Regions from separate parts of the Sus scrofa genome. Here regions 2, 3, 4, 5 and 6 are each linked to region 1. Evidence: chromatin contacts called from public Hi-C and targeted proximity ligation data. All regions are on one chromosome and are shown on one strand. The core of a region is the stretch at or near the end of the contact, and the rest is flanking DNA. Distances in the headings are between cores, read along the strand shown.

Evidence for each region. Hi-C and Micro-C count contacts between places; a contact is called where the count stands out from the background.
Region 2: a targeted proximity ligation map of alveolar macrophages shows a contact between it and region 1. A contact is called at or near these places in 5 of 47 Hi-C or Micro-C datasets (alveolar macrophages, embryonic fibroblasts, fetal heart ventricle and 2 more) and 1 of 2 datasets of targeted methods (alveolar macrophages).
Region 3: a contact with region 1 is called in a Hi-C map of omental adipose tissue, with 3 times the contacts expected there. A contact is called at or near these places in 1 of 5 promoter capture datasets (liver), 24 of 47 Hi-C or Micro-C datasets (alveolar macrophages, blood, brain and 14 more) and 2 of 2 datasets of targeted methods (alveolar macrophages and skeletal muscle).
Region 4: a contact with region 1 is called in a targeted proximity ligation map of alveolar macrophages. A contact is called at or near these places in 1 of 47 Hi-C or Micro-C datasets (embryonic fibroblasts) and 1 of 2 datasets of targeted methods (alveolar macrophages).
Region 5: a targeted proximity ligation map of alveolar macrophages shows a contact between it and region 1. A contact is called at or near these places in 1 of 47 Hi-C or Micro-C datasets (blood) and 1 of 2 datasets of targeted methods (alveolar macrophages).
Region 6: a targeted proximity ligation map of alveolar macrophages shows a contact between it and region 1. A contact is called at or near these places in 1 of 5 promoter capture datasets (liver), 12 of 47 Hi-C or Micro-C datasets (brain, embryonic fibroblasts, fetal heart ventricle and 6 more) and 2 of 2 datasets of targeted methods (alveolar macrophages and skeletal muscle).

What each region holds. Positions count from the first base shown.
Region 1 is chr4:35,698,427-35,701,848 of Sscrofa11.1, forward strand. No RefSeq gene overlaps it. Among named protein-coding and RNA genes, the nearest start is that of ZNF706, 68 kb to the right of the region's middle.
Region 2 is chr4:36,208,541-36,211,962 of Sscrofa11.1, forward strand. PABPC1 (polyadenylate-binding protein 1) reads left to right here. Exons shown (of 16, transcript XM_001927747.4): 2 at 1-1,322. The coding sequence starts at 1,130. Among named protein-coding and RNA genes, the nearest start is that of PABPC1, 73 kb to the left of the region's middle.
Region 3 is chr4:36,079,254-36,082,675 of Sscrofa11.1, forward strand. No RefSeq gene overlaps it. Among named protein-coding and RNA genes, the nearest start is that of PABPC1, 57 kb to the right of the region's middle.
Region 4 is chr4:36,023,856-36,027,277 of Sscrofa11.1, forward strand. No RefSeq gene overlaps it. Among named protein-coding and RNA genes, the nearest start is that of YWHAZ, 46 kb to the left of the region's middle.
Region 5 is chr4:35,407,249-35,410,670 of Sscrofa11.1, forward strand. All of the region lies in intron 12 of GRHL2 (grainyhead-like protein 2 homolog), which reads right to left. Among named protein-coding and RNA genes, the nearest start is that of NCALD, 140 kb to the left of the region's middle.
Region 6 is chr4:35,977,909-35,981,330 of Sscrofa11.1, forward strand. It overlaps YWHAZ (tyrosine 3-monooxygenase/tryptophan 5-monooxygenase activation protein zeta), which reads left to right and starts at 1,919. Exons shown (of 5, transcript NM_001315726.1): 1 at 1,919-2,220. The coding sequence starts at 1,927.

The DNA of each region.
Region 1 (3,422 bases), core at 610-3,109:
GGCTCTCTGCTTTGACCAGGATCGGGCGTGAAGAGTCTGGCACAGGACTTCCCACTGTGGCTCAGCAGTAACCAACCCAACGAGTATCCGTCAGGATGCAGGTTCAATCCCTGGCCTCGCTCTTTGGGTTGGGGATCCAGCATGGATCCTGTGTTGCTGAGGCTGTAGGCCAGCAGCCGTAGCTCTGATTTGACCCCTAGCCTGGGAACTTCCATATGCTGTGGGTGCGGCCCTTAAAAAAAAAAAAAGCCTGGTACAGATCAACTTCCTTCCTCTTAGAACCCTGGCCTTGGGGGCCCTCATCTTCCAAACAAGCAGTCCAGCTACCTGGCTGGAGAGGCCAGGGATTGCTGGGAGAAGAGAGGCTTAACTGAGCACAGCTGTCCCTCCCAAGGCAGGTGTGTGAGCAGGCTGCCTCGCCTGGACCCTCCAGACCAGACCAGAGGCCACCTGAACACCACTGAATACTGCCTGCGTCTACCCCACAGACCACAGAGGAATCACCTGGCCACATCCTCCCTGAATTCCTGCCCCATGAAACTTAGATGTAAGAAAGTGATTGTAGTGTTAAACCTCTAGGTTTTGGAGTTCCCGTCGTGGTGCAGTGGTTAAGGAATCCGACTAGGAACCATGAGGTTGTGGGTTCGATCCCTGGCCTTGCTCAGTGGGTCAAGGATCCCGTGTTGCTGTGGCTCTGGCATAGGCCGGTGGCTACAGCTCTGATTAGACTCCCTAGCCTGGGAACTTCCATATGCTGCGGGAGCGGCCCTAGAAAAGACAAAAACAAAACAAAACAAAAAAAGCAAAAACCTCTAGGTTCCTTTCTTTCTTCTTCTTTTTTTTTAAGGGCTGCACTCAAGGCATATGGAAGTTCCCAGGCTGGGAACAGAATCGGAGCTGTAGCTGCCGGCCTACACCATAGCTACAGCAATGCCCAATCCTTGCCCGATCCTCCAGCAAGGCCAGAGATCGAACCTGCATCCTCATGGATATTAATCGGGTTCATTACCACTAAGCCACAACAGGAACGCCATCCTCTAGGTTTCACGGCACTCTGTGGTACAGCAGTAAATCGCTGGTGGAGAATCTGGTCACCACCACATCCATGGGGCTCTAGTCACTTTCCATTGGGTCTGAGGGTAGAAACTTTGGGGTCATGTGCCCACAAATCATCAGATGCTGTGGCCTTGGACCTCCCCTGTCCCCATAGTGATGAATCCATCTCAGAGTCATCTCTGAAGTGGGGACCGTGGAAATGATGAGTCACAGAGTAGTTCGTAGTGACAAATGGAATAAGAAGAGCTTTAATCCAATGTTATAGTCCACAGCGGTGGCTACAAGGGACAGTATTACCGGATAAATTAAATGAGAATGGCCACTCCTACTTGTTTTAATATTGTCTCCAAGTGTGGGTGTTGATTAATGGTCCAAAGTGATTTGATTTTGCATCATTAACACATTTTTAGCACTTAAGAGGGGAAAAAAGGACAAGGGAAAAGGAAAACAAATACTTTTTTTTTTTCCTCCCTGAGAGTTTGGGATCTGATGTGGTAATGCTGATGGATTATGTAATTGTGGATTATGTAATTTGTGGATAAATGTCTTCTCTTCCTGTCCTGAGCTGACCCTCATCTCTCCTGCTTTCTCTGATCCACGTGCAGTGTCCACCACAGTGGAATAAAAATATATTCTGTAGTCTTTGCTTGAGCCTGTGACTACTTATTTAAAACCAGTTGCCCTTCAGAAAGCGTGAGCCCGCCCCACACAAACGATTCAAGAGCCGGAGTGGAGTAAGTCTGCGTCTCGAGGGAAGACAGCGCACGCAATCAAGGAGTGAACTTGAGCCCAGAAAAACAGACAGCCCAGGCGATGCTGCAACACTGCCTTTGAAGCCATGTTGAGTTTAGTCTGTTCACAGTGAGGCCTGTAAGAGATCAGAAGCTGGAATCTGACGGTTGTCAGGAACCAGACCAGTGCAGCCTCTGGGACCTCGAGGCCTTTGGTTACATGATCTGGGAGTCTGTTTCTCCAGCACTGAGACAAAATCCACAAATGCACACACTTCTCTCTTGTAGAGGAAGATTCCTGGGCTCAGTGTCCAATTTTGAATTTTAAAAACTGGTTTGGAATTTCTATACATTTTTAGCCACATGAAAGGCTTTGCTCATGGTCGACCAGCCTACTCTGACTGAAAACAGATGAAACTGGGGCATTTGAAAGCAATTCCAGTCAGGCCTGTCGCTGCTCCACCTCCAAGGGACCAGGACTGCCCCTGCCCTGTGTGAGGAAGTGGATGAGGTCAGGGCCTCTGAGGGCGTTAGCTTTTCTGTGTCTGAGGTCTTTGCCTTTCCACTGGTAGGAGTGGCTCCAAGTGTGGGTAACAGGACCCGCCCGGTGTCAGGGTGCCATCTGCCCAAGAAGAGGCCCTTGTTGGAGTTTCCATCATGGCACGGTGGTTAATGAATCCAACTAGGAACCATGAGGTTGCGGGTTCGATCCCTGGCCTTGCTCAGTGGGTTAAGGATCCAGAGTTGCTGTGAGCTGTGGTGCAGGCTGAAGATGCGACTCGGATCCCGTGTTGCTGTGTCTGTGACGTAGGCCGGTGGCTACAGCTCCGACTGGACCCCTAGCCTGGGAACCTCCATATGCCACGGGTGTGGCCCTGGAAAAGGCAAAAAGGCAAAAATAAAAAATAAAAAGAAAGGGCCCTTATTGTGAGAGGACTCTGCTGTGCCCTGGGCCCTGTATTGGAGCTGGGGGGCCAAGAACTGAAGCCAGAGCCTGAGCTCCAGGCCAGTCCCGGGGCCTGCAGAGAAGGGAAATTGCAAATAGAGTGAACCACAGCGTGATCTTGCTTGTGTAGGCTGCGGAGTGGAAGGCTTCCTTTCTCTCAACAAAGGTGAAGTTTCTTGAGGTTGGATTTACTGACACCCAGTTGAGCACAGCCGAGAAAGAGCCAAGCCACGGAACCCAGGAGGCAACGGTGAAGTGGCCCAGAGGATGGCATGGGCGTGAACCTCCAAACCAGCCCTGAGGCTGGGAACTGGGGGAGTTCCCGTTGTGGCTTATCGGGTTAAGAACCCAACTAGGGAGTTCCCGTCGTGGCGCAGCGGAAATGAATCTGACTAGGACCCACAACATTTCGGGTTCGATCCCTGGCCTCAATCAGTGGGTGAAGGATCCAGCTTTGCCATGAGCTGTGGTGTAGGTCACAGACGTGGCTGGGACCTGGCGCTGCTGTGGCTCTGGCGTAGGCCAGCAGCAACAGCTCTAATTCAACCCCTAGCCTGGGACCTTCCTTATGCCGCGGGTGTGTCACTAAAAAAGACCAAAAAAAAAAAAAAAAGAACCCAACTAGTATCCATGAGGATCTGGGTTTGATCCCTGGCCTCATTCATGGGTTAAGGATCCGGCGTTTCTGT
Region 2 (3,422 bases), core at 516-3,015, 510 kb after region 1:
GCGGTCCGGTAGGAGAACGGAGGAGCCAGCCCTGGCTCCTTTCCCCCACGTTTGGGAAACCGGGCCTGGAAGGGATCACGCCCATCCACTCGTGCCCGGCATCCCTTGGGGGCGTGGGCGAATGGAACAGGGTTGGCTGCGGCGGGAAGAGGCCCGGGTGGCCGTGCACGTGGGGGGTAGTTAGCGCCCGGGAACCCGGAAGCCCCGCGTGCCGCCCACAGCCGCGGTGACGGGTTAACGCTTCTCCCGGGTGGAGGTGGGGCGGGGTGTGTGGGAGGAGGGGCCGTCCCACCCACCTCCTCCAAGTGCAGCCCGCGAGCCGGCCCTCCCCTCCCCCACAGGCGCTACGCAGCACAGGCTCCGCCTCCCCCGGCCGCGGCGCGTGCGCAGAAGCCCCGCCCCTCCGCCCCAGCCCCACCCCCACGCCCGCAGCAGCCACCGCCGCCACCTCTCCCTTCCTCTCGGCTCTTTCCTCCTCCTTTTTTTCTTTTCCCTCCTCCTCCTTGCCCCCTTTTCTCCTCCTCCTCCGGCGCTGACGTTCGCGTAGGGCCCTAGCGTCAGACGCGCGGGGGCGGGGCGAGTGCGGCGGGGGGTATAAGTAGAGGGTGCAGGAGGCGGTGCTTCCCCTTCTCCCCGGCGGTTAGTGCTGAGAGTGCGGAGTGTGTGCTCCGGGCTCGGAACACACATTTATTATTAAAAAAATCCAAAAAAAATCTAAAAAAATCTTTTAAAAAACCCAAAAAAAATTTACAAAAAATCCGCGTCTCCCCCGCCGGAGACTTTTATTTTTTTTTCTTCCTCTTTTATAAAATAACCCGGTGAAGCAGCCGAGACCGACCCGCCCGCCCGCGGCCCCGCAGCAGCTCCAAGAAGGAACCAAGAGACCGAGGCCTTCCCGCTGCCCGGACCCGACACCGCCACCCTCTCTCCCCTGCCGGCAGCCAGCAGCCAGCGGCAAGCGGATCGACTCCGTTCTGCGGCCGTTGAGTAGTTTTCGATTCCGGTTGATTTTTGTCCCTCTGCGCTTGCCCCCGCTCCCCTCCCCCCGGCTCCGGCCCCCCGGCCCCAGCACTCGCTCTCCTCTCACGGAAAGGTCGCGGCCTGTGGCCCTGCGGGCAGCCGTGCCAAGATGAACCCCAGCGCCCCCAGCTACCCCATGGCCTCGCTCTACGTGGGGGACCTACACCCCGACGTGACCGAGGCGATGCTCTACGAGAAGTTCAGCCCGGCCGGGCCCATCCTCTCCATCCGGGTCTGCAGGGACATGATCACCCGCCGCTCCTTGGGCTACGCGTATGTGAACTTCCAGCAGCCGGCGGACGGTGAGATGCGGGCCGGGCGGGCGAGCGGCCATGAGGCTCAGGCGGTGGTGGTGGCGGCGGCGGCGGGCGGGCTAGGCCGGCGGGCCCGGGGGGAGGGAGCGGGAGGGCATGTCACCCCCCCACACACAGGGCCAGTGGGGCGAGGTTCGGGCGCCGGGACCCCGGTTCCCCGTGTCCTCCGGGACCCGTGCCGCCAGTAGCCTCACGCCCCTCGCGTGCCTGGCACTTCCTCCTCTGCGACCATTTTCTCGGCCTCAGCGGCTCAAAGTTTAGGGTGATGACGCGCCGGGAGAGTGGGTGAGATTGGACTCTTCCAAGGCACTCCCGCCAGTAGCTGCGGGATTCTGGGGCGTCGAGCGTCGAGCCCCCTTCTCCGGCAATAGGTGGAGGCGCTCCTTCCACCCCAGGTTCTTGCCGGCGCCCCAGGACCGGGAGGAAGTGCCTTTCGGTGCTCGAAAAATACCACGTGTTGAACCCTGTAACCTCACAGGCCCGAGGCCTGTTCCTGCTACTGGCCCAGTCGCCTGGGGGAGCCACAGGGACTTAGAATAAAGTTAATTTGGGGATCTTGTGCTGGTCGTCAGGTTTCTGATTCCCGTTCTTAATAACTTGTCAGTGACTGATGGCTCTAGAAGTGTAAATTACCAGTGAGCCCAGCGTTGGGGGTTTTCCCCGAGATCAGGCACTTCTCACTGTAGCGTTAACAGGATGGGAGGAGGGGATATGGAAAATGACCCCTTTGAAGGCCATCGTTTTCTCAGGCAATTTAATTTAGGTCGTCTTAATTTTTTTTAATGAAACTAATTTCGCAGTACTAGTAACTTGTTCAGAATATTTTTTCCCCTCTCAAGTAGTTTCTCTGGTTTGGAGGGGTTTAACTTTTAAATGTCATCTGTTTTGACTGTAAAATGTTACTTGTGAGTGTGGTGTGGACTGGACCATAATATGCTTATGTGGCATTCAAGTAGGGGTGTCTTTATTTTTAAAAGTGGTCCAGAGTATCCCTACATGGGGAATGATTGCTCACAATGTTAACAGATACAGAGTTAGCTTGAAATTTATGAGGGAAAATGCAGGCAACCTTGTATTTTTAATTTGAAGTTAAACAGTTCAAAAAAATCCAGATTTTGGCAAACAGATAAACTATGTAGCCTGATGAGTTGCCAGGATTTTTCTTTATATTTGGATTAGTTGACTTACAAAAGTCATTTTCACTTGAGTTTATGACCCTATTTTGCCTCCTTTTTTCCCAGGGTACTTGAATACATGTCAAGTATTACAAAATACAAGGAATTTATTTTTGTAGGAAAGATCTAAAGGGTAGAATTTGAATTTCTAATAACAGACCTAGAGTTATTTAGTGGTCAGCTTTTCACTAGGTAAAGTTGATACTGAGATTTTTGGGGAGGCAGACTGTTGAGTGACACTGAGCCAAAAGTTGTAAAACTGCACTGCAGGTTTCCTGCCCTTTTGCTCTGTAAGCAGTAGCTCCACATGTCACTCCTTAGCAGTTCTTCTCAACTCTGGGAGAGATTTATCACTGAATGGAAGATAAAGTAAGATCAGGGAAGATAATTTGGGGGCAGATAAACTAAAGAGTCAATGGAGAAAATCTGTACGAATTCTAGAGACCATAAAATGGAAACCTTTGAAAGTGGTTGTTCTTTCTAAACTTACATGTAAATCCCAAAAAAACAATTTTTAAAAATTTGTTGGAATTTGAAAAGTCAAACTTGGAGGTTACCATGGTTACAGTACACTGCATATTATCTATCTATACCAGTAGACTAGTACTAAAACTGCTCAACAGAAGGTAGCATTTTTTTCCATCTAATGTTTATTTCATTTGTATGTGTACAAGTGATCCTCTTTAATATTTTCAGTGGTTTTTAACCCCCCACCCCCTAATTACTGCTACATTGATGGACTTTTAGAATAGCTTCTGAAAGTGACCAGTTTCCAATTTAACCGGAAGAGGTGACTCATTCAAAAGAAGCTCAAGCAAAGTCAGCTAAAAAAGTAGGGGAGCTGAGTAGGTGTGGTCAATTGATAATGAACTGACAGCTGGTTGTCACTATCTTCTAGAAACTGAAACTTTCA
Region 3 (3,422 bases), core at 383-2,882, 380 kb after region 1:
CTGGTTTCAATAAAGCTCACAAGTCACTCCTGACCTTTCCTTCCTGCCCAGCTGCCTCCATTCCTGGCTTTCCTGTGCGAATTTGATGAGGGACTAGATTGGAACCACATGTTTCATGAATCGCCACCAACTTCTGGATTAAAGTGAGCTGAAGAGTTGTTTTGATTTTCAAATTTTTATTGAAGTATAGTTGATTTACAATGTTGTGTTAGTTTCAGGGATTTTATGAACCAAGTGAAATAAGAAATAGGCACACAAGTTAGGTGTTTAAGAAAAGGTAGGGGATTGGCAGTATCGTGAATGTCAGTGTCATGACCAATTCCCAATGTCCTGGCCAACCTACCCACAAGCTATTTACTCAACACCTAAAACGTACTGGTAATCACGGCTAAGGTGGGCTGCTAGCTTCCTATCCCTACGCCAACTCTCTGAGGTGAGCAGCATTATCCCCACTTTACAGATGAAGAAACTGACGCTTAGAGAGTTTAGGTAACTTGCCTGAGTTATAGAAGCATTTGAACTGCAGCCATTCTCACTTTGGCCACTAGCTCTTAACCACTATTGAGCAGTTGCTATGTACCAGGAGCTGTGCTAACGATGCTATGAGTATTAACCTACTGAGTCTTTACAACTAATCTATGAAATGAGTGCTGTTATTGTCCCCATTTACAGAAGCCCTGTTTCCAGCCACAAGGTCACAGAGCTAATACATCCTGGAGCTAAGATTTACCCCACACCACCTTACTCCAGAGTTCACACCCTTAACCCTCACACTGAAATGCTAGGCTTTAAGGAGCTGCTAAAGTCAGCCTCCAAATAACCATGGGAGGGGAGGGGGATGCATTCATCAATGATAACTTCTTATTGGAGTTCCCTTCATGGCTCAGCGGTTAACGAACCCAACTAGGATCCATGAGGATGAGGGTTCAATCCCTGGCCTCACTCAGTGGGTTAAGGATCGGGTGTGGCCATGAACTGTCATGTAGGTCACAGACGTGGCTCGGATCCCATGTTACTCTGGCTGTGGCGTAGGCTAGCAGCTGTAGTGGGAACTTCCATATGCCGTGGATGCGACCCTAAAAAAAAGAAAAAATGATGGCTTCTTCTTATTGGAGGCATCGAGCTATTTTTTTAAGATTCATCAGTGAAGAATAACTTCATTAGTCTTCTCACACTTTCATAATCACACTTTGGTTTCAACAGATGCTCATTGTATACCTGCCATGTAAAAGATTTGGGCGTAGGGCGTAGGGGTTGCAAAGTTGAAGAAGAGTGGTCCTCACCCAGTGGGAGTCCCTGGCTAGGCTGACCAGACGCGTCCATGTAAACCCACAGAAAGGAGACTGATGACAGGGCCTGATGACATGCTAGGGAGTGTGGAGAGCCTTCTCTGGCTTTTGCTGACTGTATGGTCCCTGGTCTGAGTGTGTGGGTGGGGGCAGGTGTGAAGTGAGAGTCAGAGTTTTAAGATGTGCCTGCAGGCAGGGGAGACATGCAGGGCTGAGATACCAGTCAGCCCGCTAGCTCATCTGCTGGTTCCAAACTGAAAGAAAAAGGAGGATTTGGTCTCCGCATCCATCTGGTCATACGCCCCAGGCAGCTCTTTGTTTCCGCTGCCCGATCTCCCTGTCCAAGCCTTCCCTGCCTAACACAGGGACGCATTTCAGGGTTGTGGGGTTCTGTGTGGTCACACAGGAACAGACCTTTCTCTCAACACTTCCAGCCTGGTGTTGGGGGCATGGAGCCCTTGAGATCCCCGCTGCCCATTTCCCAACTGATGATTAACTGTAGCTGACAGCCCAGCATTACATAAGAGGATTATGAAACTCTCTAACAGGGAGGTAGGTGATCTGTGGGTATAAATAGACAAAAACCTCATTACTGTGCTGCTTTAAGACTCAGAGACATCTAGTGGCAGAAAATTATATCTGCGGGGCTGGCACATCCTCTCCAAATAAGTGACTTTTTAAAAGTTGTGATTTGAGGAGTTCCTGTTGTGGCTCAGTGATTAGTAAACCCGACTAGCATCCATGAGGACATGGGTTTGATCCCTGGCAACACTCGGTGGGTTAAGGATCCGGCATTGCCATGAGCTGTGGTGTAGGTCGCAGATGCAGCTTGGATCCTGAGTTGCTGTGGTGTAGGTCAGCAGCTACAGCTCCAGTTAGACCCCTAGCCTGGGAACCTCCATAAGCTGCAGGTGTAGCCCCCCTCCCCCCAAAAAAAGTTGTGCTTTGTGAGGGTTTTGTACATACCCAAATTGGGATACTTTGGGTTAAATTACTTTGAAAGAGAAGAAACGTTATAGGTTTTTCATTTGTAAGAGTAGCATTGTCTTTTTTAAAAATATTATTTAAGTATAGTTAATTTACAATGTTTCAGTTGTATAGCAAAGTGATTTGGTTATACATATGCATATATACACACACATATATGTACACATGCACACATGCATATATTCTTTTTCAGATTCTTTTCCATTAGAGGTTATTACAAAATATTCAGTATATTTCCTTGTGCTATATAGTATGTCCTTGTCGTTTATCTATTTTATATATAATAATGTGTATCTGTTAATTGCAAATTCGTAATTTGTCCCTCCTGGCCCTTTCCCTCTTGGTAACCATGTTTGTTTTCTAAGTCTGTGAGTCTGTTTCTGTTTGATAAACAAGTCCATTTGTATCAAGTTTTTAAATTCTACCTATAAGCGATATCATATATTTGTCTCTGTCTGACCTTCTTCACTTAGTATGATAATCTCTACTTCCATTCATGTTCCAACTGGCATTATTTTGTTCTTTTTTATGGCTGAGTAATATTTCACTGTCTATATGTACCACATCTTCTTTATCCATTCATCTGTTGATCAACATTTAGGTTGATTCCAGGTCTTGGCTTCTGTATATAGTACTGCTAGCAACATTGAAGTGCATGTATCTTTTCAAATTAGGGTTTTTGCCTTTTCCAGGTATATGCCCAGGGGTAAAATGACTGGATCATTTAGTAGTCCTATTTTTAGATTTTAAGGAAGTCTCCAAACTGTTCTGCATAGTGGTTGTACCAATTCACATTCCCACCAACAGTGTAGGAGGGTTCCTTTTTCTCCACACCCTCTTCAGCATTTTCTGTTTGTAGACTTTTTGATGTAGCCATTCTGATTGGTGTGAGTTGGTACCTCTTTGTAGTTTCGATATGCACTTCTCTAATAATTAGTGCCGTTGAGCATCTTCAGTAATATATTACCTTTAACTAAAAGTACCGCAAGAAGGAGTTCCTGTTGTGGCTCAGTGGGTTAAGTATCTGACGTTTGCCTCTGTGAAGATGCAGATTCAATCCGTGGCCTCTCTCAGTGGGTTAAGTATTGGCATTGCCCTAAGCTGCTGTATAGGCTGCTGAAGCAGCTCAGATCTGATGTTGCCATG
Region 4 (3,422 bases), core at 401-2,900, 330 kb after region 1:
TCCAGAAGATGTGGTACATATACACAATGGAATATTACTCAGCCATTAAAACGAATGAAATACCATCATTTTTTGCAAATGGATGGACCTAGAAACTATCATGCTAAGTGAAGTCAGCCATACAATGGGACACCAACATCAAATGCTTTCACTGATATGTGGAGTCTGAAAAAAGGACAGATGGAACTTCTTTGCAGAATAGATGCTGACTCACAGACATTGAAAACTTATGGTCTCAAAAGGAGACAGTTTGGGGGGTGGGGAGATGTGCCTGGGCTGTGGGATGGAAATTCTTTGAAAACAGATTGTGATGATCATTGTACAACTATAAATGTAATAAATTCATTTGAGTAATTAAAAAAAATGGAAAAAAAAGTATCTGAGAAACTTGCAGACAAAATTTATTCCGGGAGTTCCTGTCGTGGTGCAGCGGAAACGAATCTGACTAGGAACCACGAGGTTTTGGGTTTGATCCCTGGCTTCGCTCAGTGGGTTAAGGATCTGGTGTTGCCGTGAGCTGTGGTGTAGGTTGCAGACTCGGCTCGGATCTGGCGTTGCTGTGGCTGTGTTGTAGGCTAGCAGCTGCCGATCTGATTTGACCCCTAGCCTGGGAACCTCCATATGCTGCATGTGCAGCCCTAAAAAGCAAAAAAAAAAAAAAAAAAAAAAAAAAAAAAAATTATTCCAGAAAAGCTGAACAGCACTGATCTCCCTACCAGGGTCCCTGCTCCCTGCTAGGGGAATACTCAGCCCTCCTACTGTTCTCATCTAGCTGGGGGCCTCGGTATGATTGTAAGGAATCCTATTCCTCGAGCTTGTCTCAGGCAGAGTGAGAAGATCAGAACTTCTGAAAAGCATTGTGTTTCTGTGACATCCCTTCATTCATTGATTCTTCTATTTATTCAACAAATATCAACTTATGGAGTTCTGCTGTGGCTCAGCCAGTTAAGAACCTGACATAATGTCCATGAGGTTGTGGGTTTGATCCTTCACCTTGCTCAGTGGGTTAAGTATCCAGTGTTGCCGGGAGCTGTGATGTGGGTCGCAGACACGGCTCAGATCTGGCGTTTCTGTGGCTGTGGTATGGGCGGGCGGCTATAGCTCCCATTTGACTGCTAGTCTGGGAACCACCCTAAAAAGACAAAACAACAAAAAAACAAACAAACAAAAAAACCCCAAACAAAACCAATATCAACTGAGAACCTTACACACCCAGGGCAGTATTCTGGGCTACAAACTTTCATAATGAATCACAGAGACTTACCCATGTGAAGAGGGCCCAGAGTCAGTGCAGAAAAAGGAAAGCCAGGTCTGTCATAAAGGCTCTGTTACAAGTTAAATTTTGTCCTTCAAAAAGGAGCTGAGGTCCTAAGCCTGTATGTGTACCTGTGAATGTGACCTTATTTGATAATAGAGACTTTTTTGGTTTTCTTTTCATTCTTTTTCTTTTTAGAGCCACACCTGCAGCATAGTTCCCGGGCTAGGGGTTCAATCGGAGCTGCAGCTCCAGGCCTCCACCACAGCCATGGTAACACCAGATCCGAGCTGCATCTGCAAACTATGCCACAGCTTTTGGCAACATTTGATCCTTAGCCTACTGAGCCAAACAGGAACTTGGAGATTTTTTTTTCCTGCTTCCTTTTTCCCCAGCTTTACTGAAAGATACTTGACATATAACTGCGTCAGTGTAAGTTGTACAGCATGTCGATCTGATACACTTATGACTTGCAAACTGAGGAAATAGGATCTTTTCAATCCTTATTTGGACAGTTATTTGGAAACAGGCTCATCAAAGGGATAATCAAAATGAGGTCATTACAGTGGGTTCTAATCCAGTACGACTGATGGCCCTACAGCAAGGAGAACTGCACACATGGAGACAGACCCCCCCCCACCCCCCCAGCACGGAGGATGCCATGTGATGGTGAAGGCAGGTGTTGTGATAGTGGGCCTATAAGCCAAGAAACACCAAAGACTGCCAGCAAACCACCAGCAGCAAGGACGGGGAACGGGCCCCCAGCCTTCTGCAGAATCCTCAGAAGGAACCACCGTCCTGACACTTGGAGCCCCAACTGCTGGCCTCCAGGACTGAGACAATAGACCTCTGTGGTCTAAGCCGTGCAGACTATGGTACAATTGACCCTTGAATAACATGGGTTTGAACTGCATGAGTCCACTTCTAGGTGGATTTGTTTCTTCAGTAAGTACAGTGGGTTGAATCCGTGGCTACAGAACGGCAGGTGCAGAGGCTGCTCTGGGATTTTGGTCTTGGACTCAATCGCCCTTTTACACTGAGGGTCAACTGTACTTGGTTGTATCAGCTCCAGCAAATTAGTAGAGGCTCCGACTGGAGGTGGACAAAACTGAGCAGATCAGAAAGGGGATGGACAGGGAGTGCCCATCGTGGCTCAGTGGTTAATGAACCTGACAAGCATCCATGAAGATGCAGGTTCCACCCCCAGCTTAGTGAGTTAAGGATCCGGCGTTGCTGTGAGCTGTGGTCTAGGCATGGCTGGGATCTGGCGTTGCTGTGGCTGTGGTGTAGGCCAGTGGCTACAGCTCCGATTTGACCCCTAGCCTGGGAACCTCCATATGCTGTGGGGGCGGCCCTAAAAAGACAAAAAAAAAAAAAAAAAAAAAAAAAGAAGAAGAAGAAGAAGAAGAAAAAGAAGAAGGGATGGACGCTGCTTGGGAAATGCCCAGAGTCCTAGAGGAGCCAGCAGGGCTTCACACATTAAGAGCATCACCAGGTCAGCCTGTGATTCTGGCCAAGGCCTCCTGCTGCTTCCAGACCTGGTCAGGGAGAATCATGGACCCTCTGAAATCCAGAATTTCTTCACTATCTCTGCACAGGGGCCTTAAGCATCTCTAAAGACCAGAGAGGGGCCTTCACTTTATGGGGGGCAGGATCCATTTAAACTGCTGTCAGCTTGTCTTGCAGCTGTCAGCTCGGGCCAGGGCATCATATATTTCCCATCAATAATTCCGCTGTTTCAGGAATAGAGGCTCCAGGGCTTCTCTGGGGAGCCAGTGAGTACCATTCATTATTCAGCTCCAGCCTGGCTGCCTTCCCTATTACTCCTTCTCCCTTCCTCCCTCTGCCCTTAGTTTTCATCTTCTATCCTTTCTCCGAGTCTACTCCCCATCAGCCGGCGTGGATGCCTTCCAGATCTGGCGGAGGTTCCCATATCTGTGTGCTGCTGTCCCACCCATGCAGGGGTGCAAAAGTCTAAGAGCAAAGATGTAGCTCAGGAGTCTTCTAATTCCTCATCATGCTTTAAAAGGCCTTTTTTGTGTATAGGAACATTTATAAGTTTTTGTGGTTTGTGGCTCTTTCCTCCCCACACCCAAGATCCTTGTGAATTGTTCAAACAGGGCCTCTTGGCCAAGAATGTGGGGAGAAGGACAGCAGTACCCCTGAG
Region 5 (3,422 bases), core at 688-3,187, 290 kb before region 1:
TAATTGCAGAAGAGCACATAAGGCAGACAGTTTAAAAGGTTTCCATCTACTACCAAATAGCAAATAGTTGAAACTGCCACTCTGGCCCAATTTAAGGGCTAAAGTTAGAAAGTTTCCTCCATGGAGACTTGCATATCAATCCCAAGCTTCCAAGATGCTACAAAACCCTGCTTTAAAGCCAAATCCCTATTGGCATCATTGGCATCAAGAAGCTTTTTACCAATTCTCAAGTCGAGCTAATGATGTGGTCCAGTGGTAGAAAAAGCACATGCTATGAAACTGTGGACAGTCCAAAAAGCATTTCTATTAATTCTAATAGTTTAAATTCTTAAACCAACCAGATTTTTTTTTTTAATTTTTTTGCCCTTTCTAGGGCTGCTCCCGTGACATATGGAGGTTCCTAGGCTAGGTGTCAAATCAGAGCCATAGCCGCCAGCCTACACCAGAGCCACAGCAATGCAGGATCTGAGCCGCATCTGCAACCTACACCACAGCTCACGGCAATGCCGGATCCTTAACCCACTGAGCAAGACCAGGGATCAAACCCTCAACCTCATGGTTCCTAGTCAGATTCGTTAACCACTGAGCCACGATGGGAACTCCCAACCAGACTTTTAATTTACAATCTCATACTCTAGCTGGTCCAAAATCATGTTTATCATTCTTTAATAAGACCATGTTTTACAAACACTTTTCATCTCCTCAGTCAATAATGGCTCTTCTGAACACTCTGAGAGCCAGCAGGGCAAGGATCAACCACATCCCTATTTCAGTGATGACTAAACTAAGGCTTAGGGTGTTATATGTCATATGCAGAGCAATGCAGCTAAAAAGTGAAACAGGCTGTTGAGCAAACCCAGCTCTGAGGGACAACATCATGATAAAGTATTCAATAAATCTGGAGTTCCCGCCATGGCGCAGTGGAAACAAATCTGACTAGGAACCGTGAGGTTGAAGGTTTGATCCCTGGCCTCACTCAGTGGGTTAAGGATCTGGCATTGTGGTGAGCTGATGTGGCTCGGATCTGGCACTGCTGTGGCTGTGGAATAGGCCAGCAGCTGTAGCTCCAATTTGACCCCTAGCCTGGGAACCTCCATATGCCACAGGAACAACCCTAAAAAGGATTAAAAAATAAGTATTCATTAAATCTGAGATGATGATGAACAAGGGAGGGTATGAAAAGTGATATTAAGAGTTGGCATTTTATTTTATTCCACAGTAAGTCAAACTAAGGAAATAACTAGAGGAAAAATTCAAGTTCCAGCTAAATATATAATAAGTTTTAAGAGTACTAAAACTTAGTTTTAGTACTATATTCCCCTCACTTTTTAAAAAAAATCATAAAAGCTGGTCATATTATTCTGGAATAATGTCTTGGAACTGGACTGACCATGACCCCAGGAGCAGAAGATTAAAAATCCATTCACACAGCTGTCAGTGACCAGTAGGTTAATAATGGGTAAATAGCCTGACATATCACGAGACACTTGCTCATGCTGTGTCAGGGTTGCTAAACTAGTGATTTTCTTTTTCTAGGCAAGGAAGGGTTTATTTATATTTTTCCAGTTCTGCTGACTTTTGACAGCACCCCATTCTGAGCCACGACAACCTTTGCCATTAAAATAACATCTTGGATAAACCACATTTCTCTTGGGAGATCAGAAATGCTTTTTCACACTTTCAAATCTATAAACCCAGGAGGAGTCAATAAGCTTGTGTGGTCTCAATTCGACTGTTTCATTTCTTTTCAAAGCCAAGTAAGAAAAGAAGGACAGAAATGACTGCCCCAATTGATAGATGGAAAGAACACAGATTTCAGGTCCCCTGATGCCCTGTCCAATTGCACTGGATTGTACCACAAAAGGACGAGAAGGAAGAAAATTGCTTTCTCTGACATCAGTCCCCATACTGTGGGCACAATGTGTGATTAACACGTGGAGGGCCTCCACGTCCAGCAGCCTTGCGGGGTCAACCTAGGGGAAAGCAAGTCCCTAAGGTATAAACAAAGGACAGCTAAGTTTCATCAGAAAAAGTCTAGGTAGGAGTTTGGGTCTGAAGCCTGTGGCTCTGGCCACACGTGGGAAAAGTCATGAGGAACCCTACTTGCTGGCTGAGCTGCTCTCAGCTTCGGTGCCTAGAAAGGGAGGCGCCAAAATAAAGCACAGAGTTGCAGGCAACGTGGACACACCATGGGTTTAGTTCACAACTCTGCTTGTGGCCTATGTAGCCTAATGACCACGTGTTTCCTAAATAAATTAACATCCCTCCCCCTCATCAGCCTCAGAAAAGAGGAGGTCCTCTTAAGTCCTCACATCATCTCTCACATTACAGAGGAGAATCCAAATGAGTTTATTCCCAACAATAAGTCCCTCTTTGGGATAGAACCTATCATCCCAAAATGACCTTCACCAACGCTAAGTTTGCGGGTAACAACAGCCTTCATCTGACACAAACTGGCAAAAAAAAAAAAAAAAAAAAAAAAATCAACAAACAAACCCCACATATATTTAGTAAGGATATCTGTGGTTAAGAGCTCACAACTGAAAGTAGCAAGTAACTAGGTCAGTAAGCCCCAGAAGGCTCCTCTGAAGAGGAAATACAGGAGGATGGTTTTAAGAGGAACTGAAGTTTCTCAGATGTCTGTCGTAGCTCGTGGCAAACCAAGCAATGTTCCAGCAAAGAACAACAACGTGACAGTACATACACCTATGTTGTCATCTTACTGAGGGTACTGGCGCCTACGGTTGAGTCAGCCAGAGTGGAGAGGCTGGGATCTCAGAGGAGTAAACTGCAGAGAGGTGAGCTGAGAGTCCGTGAGCACTTTGATCTGGAAGTGATGCCCCTTCTCAACGGGAAGTGGAGGGTGGTAGATCCAGCGGAGGCACGTACCAAGAGGTTTGCATATTTGGCGATCTCGCGATGACAAGAGACACAGAAATTAGTGTTTAGGGCCGCTGAGGGATTCAGGACTGATGGGAAAATGTCCATCAAGTCGATAAGCACAGAGAAGTGAGCCAGACCCTGCTGTGTTTCCTTCCCAGTATTTGCCAAGCTTTTCAGCAGCTCAGGACAAGAGACTAAGAAGTGAGCAGAAAGCCCTTGACGAGCATAACTGGTACTAATAGAAGAAGCTGATGAAAAGCTGCTACTCTGAGAGATGGGAAACAGGATTTATTTTCATTTCCTTATGTATATTTTTAAAATCTCTTGTATATTTGATGCAGATTTGAGTATTACGGGGTGGATTTTTTTAACTGCAATCTCTACAGTAAAAATAAAAACATAGCCATTGAAAAAGGGGGTGGGCTTCTTATAATGGCATATAAATCAACAATTATCTTGAAATAAAAGGATTAATTAAAAACAGTTTTGATATGAGAGGCAACATGGTGGCAGTCACTTATGTAACTATTTCTAATGTA
Region 6 (3,422 bases), core at 669-3,168, 280 kb after region 1:
CTCGCCCCCTCCCCCACCTGCCGCAGCTGTCGGGTCCCCTGCAGATTAAATGAGCCCCCGCGGTGTCCGGTGGCGGGCGGACGGACGCCGGTGGGAGAGTGGGGTGTGTCCGCGGCCGGCCCGTCGTGGTTCCGCTTCTGCGGGCGGTGCTGGCGTCCGTGCCCCCGGCGCGGGCGGGTAGCTCCCCCTCCCCGGCTCGGGCGGGGGCGCGCGGCTCCTCCCTCCGGCTCTGGTGGGGGAATTAACACTCGGCAGTAGGTTGGGCTCCTTGACACAGATCCGCCATGACAAAGAGGGAGACTCGGGGACTGAGCGGAGGCACCAGCTTGGGCGGAGCCAAGGAGGGGGTTGCGGATGGCGCGGACAGAAGGGTTTGCACCTTAAAGTCACAGTCGGCCGGATTTTGTTTTACTCATCTCGACGGCTTACGTCCGTTAAGGGTTAAATGGGTGCGGCGAGTCATTGGAGCACTGGTTATTCTATGAGAAACCTAATCCACTTCCCCTTGTACCCGAGGGGGTGAGGAGAGAAACCTTTGTACTGGTTTTAGATAGTTTTCATTAGAAGGAGCATTAGCCTGAGAGCATTTTTTAGGTCCTAGGGGACGCATTAGTAATTTCGAGAAGGGAGGGGGTTGGAGGGTTATGCGATCACAATTTTGGTTTTCACACTGAAGCAGTATATACTTCCCATTCAAGCTAGCTAAGTACTTGTTTAAATACGTGGGGACCTGTTCGGATTTGTGGGGTGTTACCCCCCCGCCCCCCAAGTATTGTGGCATTTCCCTGGGAAGGTAAAAGGAGTCAATTCCCGTAGTGAGTGACAGTAGCTCTTCTCTTCCACACTCAGGCTGTACATTTTTCTTTAAAATTGTGTACCCTCTGGGATCACTGTATGGTTTAGTGTCTTTGCTGTTTTACGACTCTTCAAAAGGATATCTTAAGGAAGACTATAACGGGGGTAAATTGAAAAGTCAAGGGAGCTTTAAAATGAGAGAAAGAATTAGGAAGGGAAGCGTGAGTAGTAATGTATTCAATTGAATTTTGACTGCTAGAAACAGTGCAGTAATTCATCATTTAAACTGAACAAGGACATCAGAAACACTGGTCACACTGGAAGCACTTACTATGCATAATTTAGAGCTCACAGATAGAACTGAAGTTCCGGGACTCATGGAGATATATATATATATCCTTTTTTTTTTTAAGACTGTGCATATAAGAAGGTACAGGTAAATGAACCCTTAGGGCCACTTTGGTCTTGATCCTTGGTGGTGGGTTAATATTGAGAATATCTTAAACAAGAAATTTGGTCATTTCTCCTAGAGAATTGGCATGCTGTCATCAGGTGACAAATTTGCAAAGATCAGTGGACTTGTGGTAGGGGTGGTAAATTTAAATGCTCCTGATAAGAGTAACTATTAAACTAAAAGGACATGAATTAAATTAAACTGACATGAATCGTGCACAAGTATGACAGAAAGTAATGTTTTTGTAAGTGGTGTCTTCACTAAAGATAAGCTCCTTGATTTTGGATTACTTAGTGATAATGGAAACTGAGTGGAAATTTTGACCAAGTAAGATAAAGGTTGGTTTTCAAGGCTCTTGGTCAAATGTGCTTTGACCTTATGTGAAATTAGGATCTTCTGAACAAAGATGAGGCAAAGCTGCTTTAGTTTTGCTAAAGCAAAACTGTTGTTAATGGCTATAAATGACCATCTGCATGCTGAGTATATCAATTTTTTTTCTCATTCTGAACATCCTTTTGTGAGGCTGCATTAAATTCCTCATGTGAAGAATCTTCCATAGGTAATTAGGTTTGGGGTGTTAACACAGCTTATTTACAAGAGAATTAAAGTTGAGTCTGATTGTTTTAATGGAAAAAATATCTAAATGCTACTTTTTCTCTCCTGCAGAACATCCAGTCATGGATAAAAATGAGCTGGTGCAGAAGGCCAAACTGGCCGAGCAGGCTGAGCGATATGATGACATGGCAGCCTGTATGAAGTCTGTAACTGAGCAAGGAGCTGAATTATCCAATGAGGAGAGGAATCTTCTCTCAGTTGCTTATAAAAATGTTGTAGGAGCCCGTAGGTCATCTTGGAGGGTCGTCTCAAGTATTGAGCAAAAGACGGAAGGTGCTGAGAAAAAACAGCAGATGGCTCGAGAATACCGAGAGAAAATTGAGACCGAGCTAAGAGATATCTGCAATGATGTACTGGTGAGAATCCAACCATTCAGTCTAGCATCTATAGTGAATATCAGTTATGTTACTGTCAACTTTTTCTTTTTTTGGTTTTTCTTTTCCTTTTAAAAAAGGGGTGTTCTAGATTTCCAAGTCTTCCAGAATATCTTTACTAAAAGATGTTAAAACAGTAGTGGTTAAATTAAGTTGGTATAAAATAAATGCAATGATGATTATCAATCATTTCACATAGACTGCCAGTGTATTTTTTTTCTAATGGAGAAGATAATAGTATTTTTCAGTTGTGGTTAGAGTATTTGTGGTAGTTCTATGGCTGATTTTCTTAAAAGTAAAAAATACACTGCAGGAATTTTATATGTCTTGTTTTATGTAAGATGTAATGGGAGACATTGTAGCCTTCCCTGAGCTAGCCACTATAATGTTAATGTAGTGAGTCAGCCATGGTGAAAACTGGCTTAGCAGTTGCTTTTCTTTCTTCCTGCTTTTAAGTGTTGAAAGTCATCTTTGAACATTGACAACCACAATAAAAGATTATCTCAAGCTTTATTTTCCAGGTTCACTCAAGAAGTATTTTAAGTATTCAGTCCCTACTGTGTTGAATGGCTGCTTTTTTAAATACCTTAGAAAAATTGAACATTACATTTTGGCTGTTTTAACATTTTCTTAAAAATGGTAACTTTCTATTTCAGAAGAGTTTCAATCTGAGGATAAACTGGTAGAAGATCGACCATTTAGCATATAACATCCTATATATGCTAATACTTTCCCTTTTTAATGAACCAGGCATTTTTGCACTTAAAGTGGGTTTTACTAAATGATTACCCTTATATTGTAGGACTTTAGGTTATACATTGGGTCTCATTATGGCAGCGCTCTTGTATACAGTATCCCAATTTCTCTGAAAATCCAGCTGCACTACTTATTATTTGATCGTTGTTCATGGAAGAACTGCTGTAATGAGCAGTACAGAATTATTTCTGCTGTTGTGGGTTTGGGGTTTGGTACAGTTGTAGTGGTATTCTTTTACATTAATGGAATAGCTTCAGTTCCTAAATTGAATATTTTTCTCAAATGTTAATTTTCTTTAGGCTCTCTTTTAAAGGACAGTTATCTTAACATGGCCTCACAGTCTTCATGTGGTATCTTTTGTGTGTAGTTTGGTTTTGATAACTAACTTGAAATCTTTACACTGATAGCTATCATTTATTTCTAACATG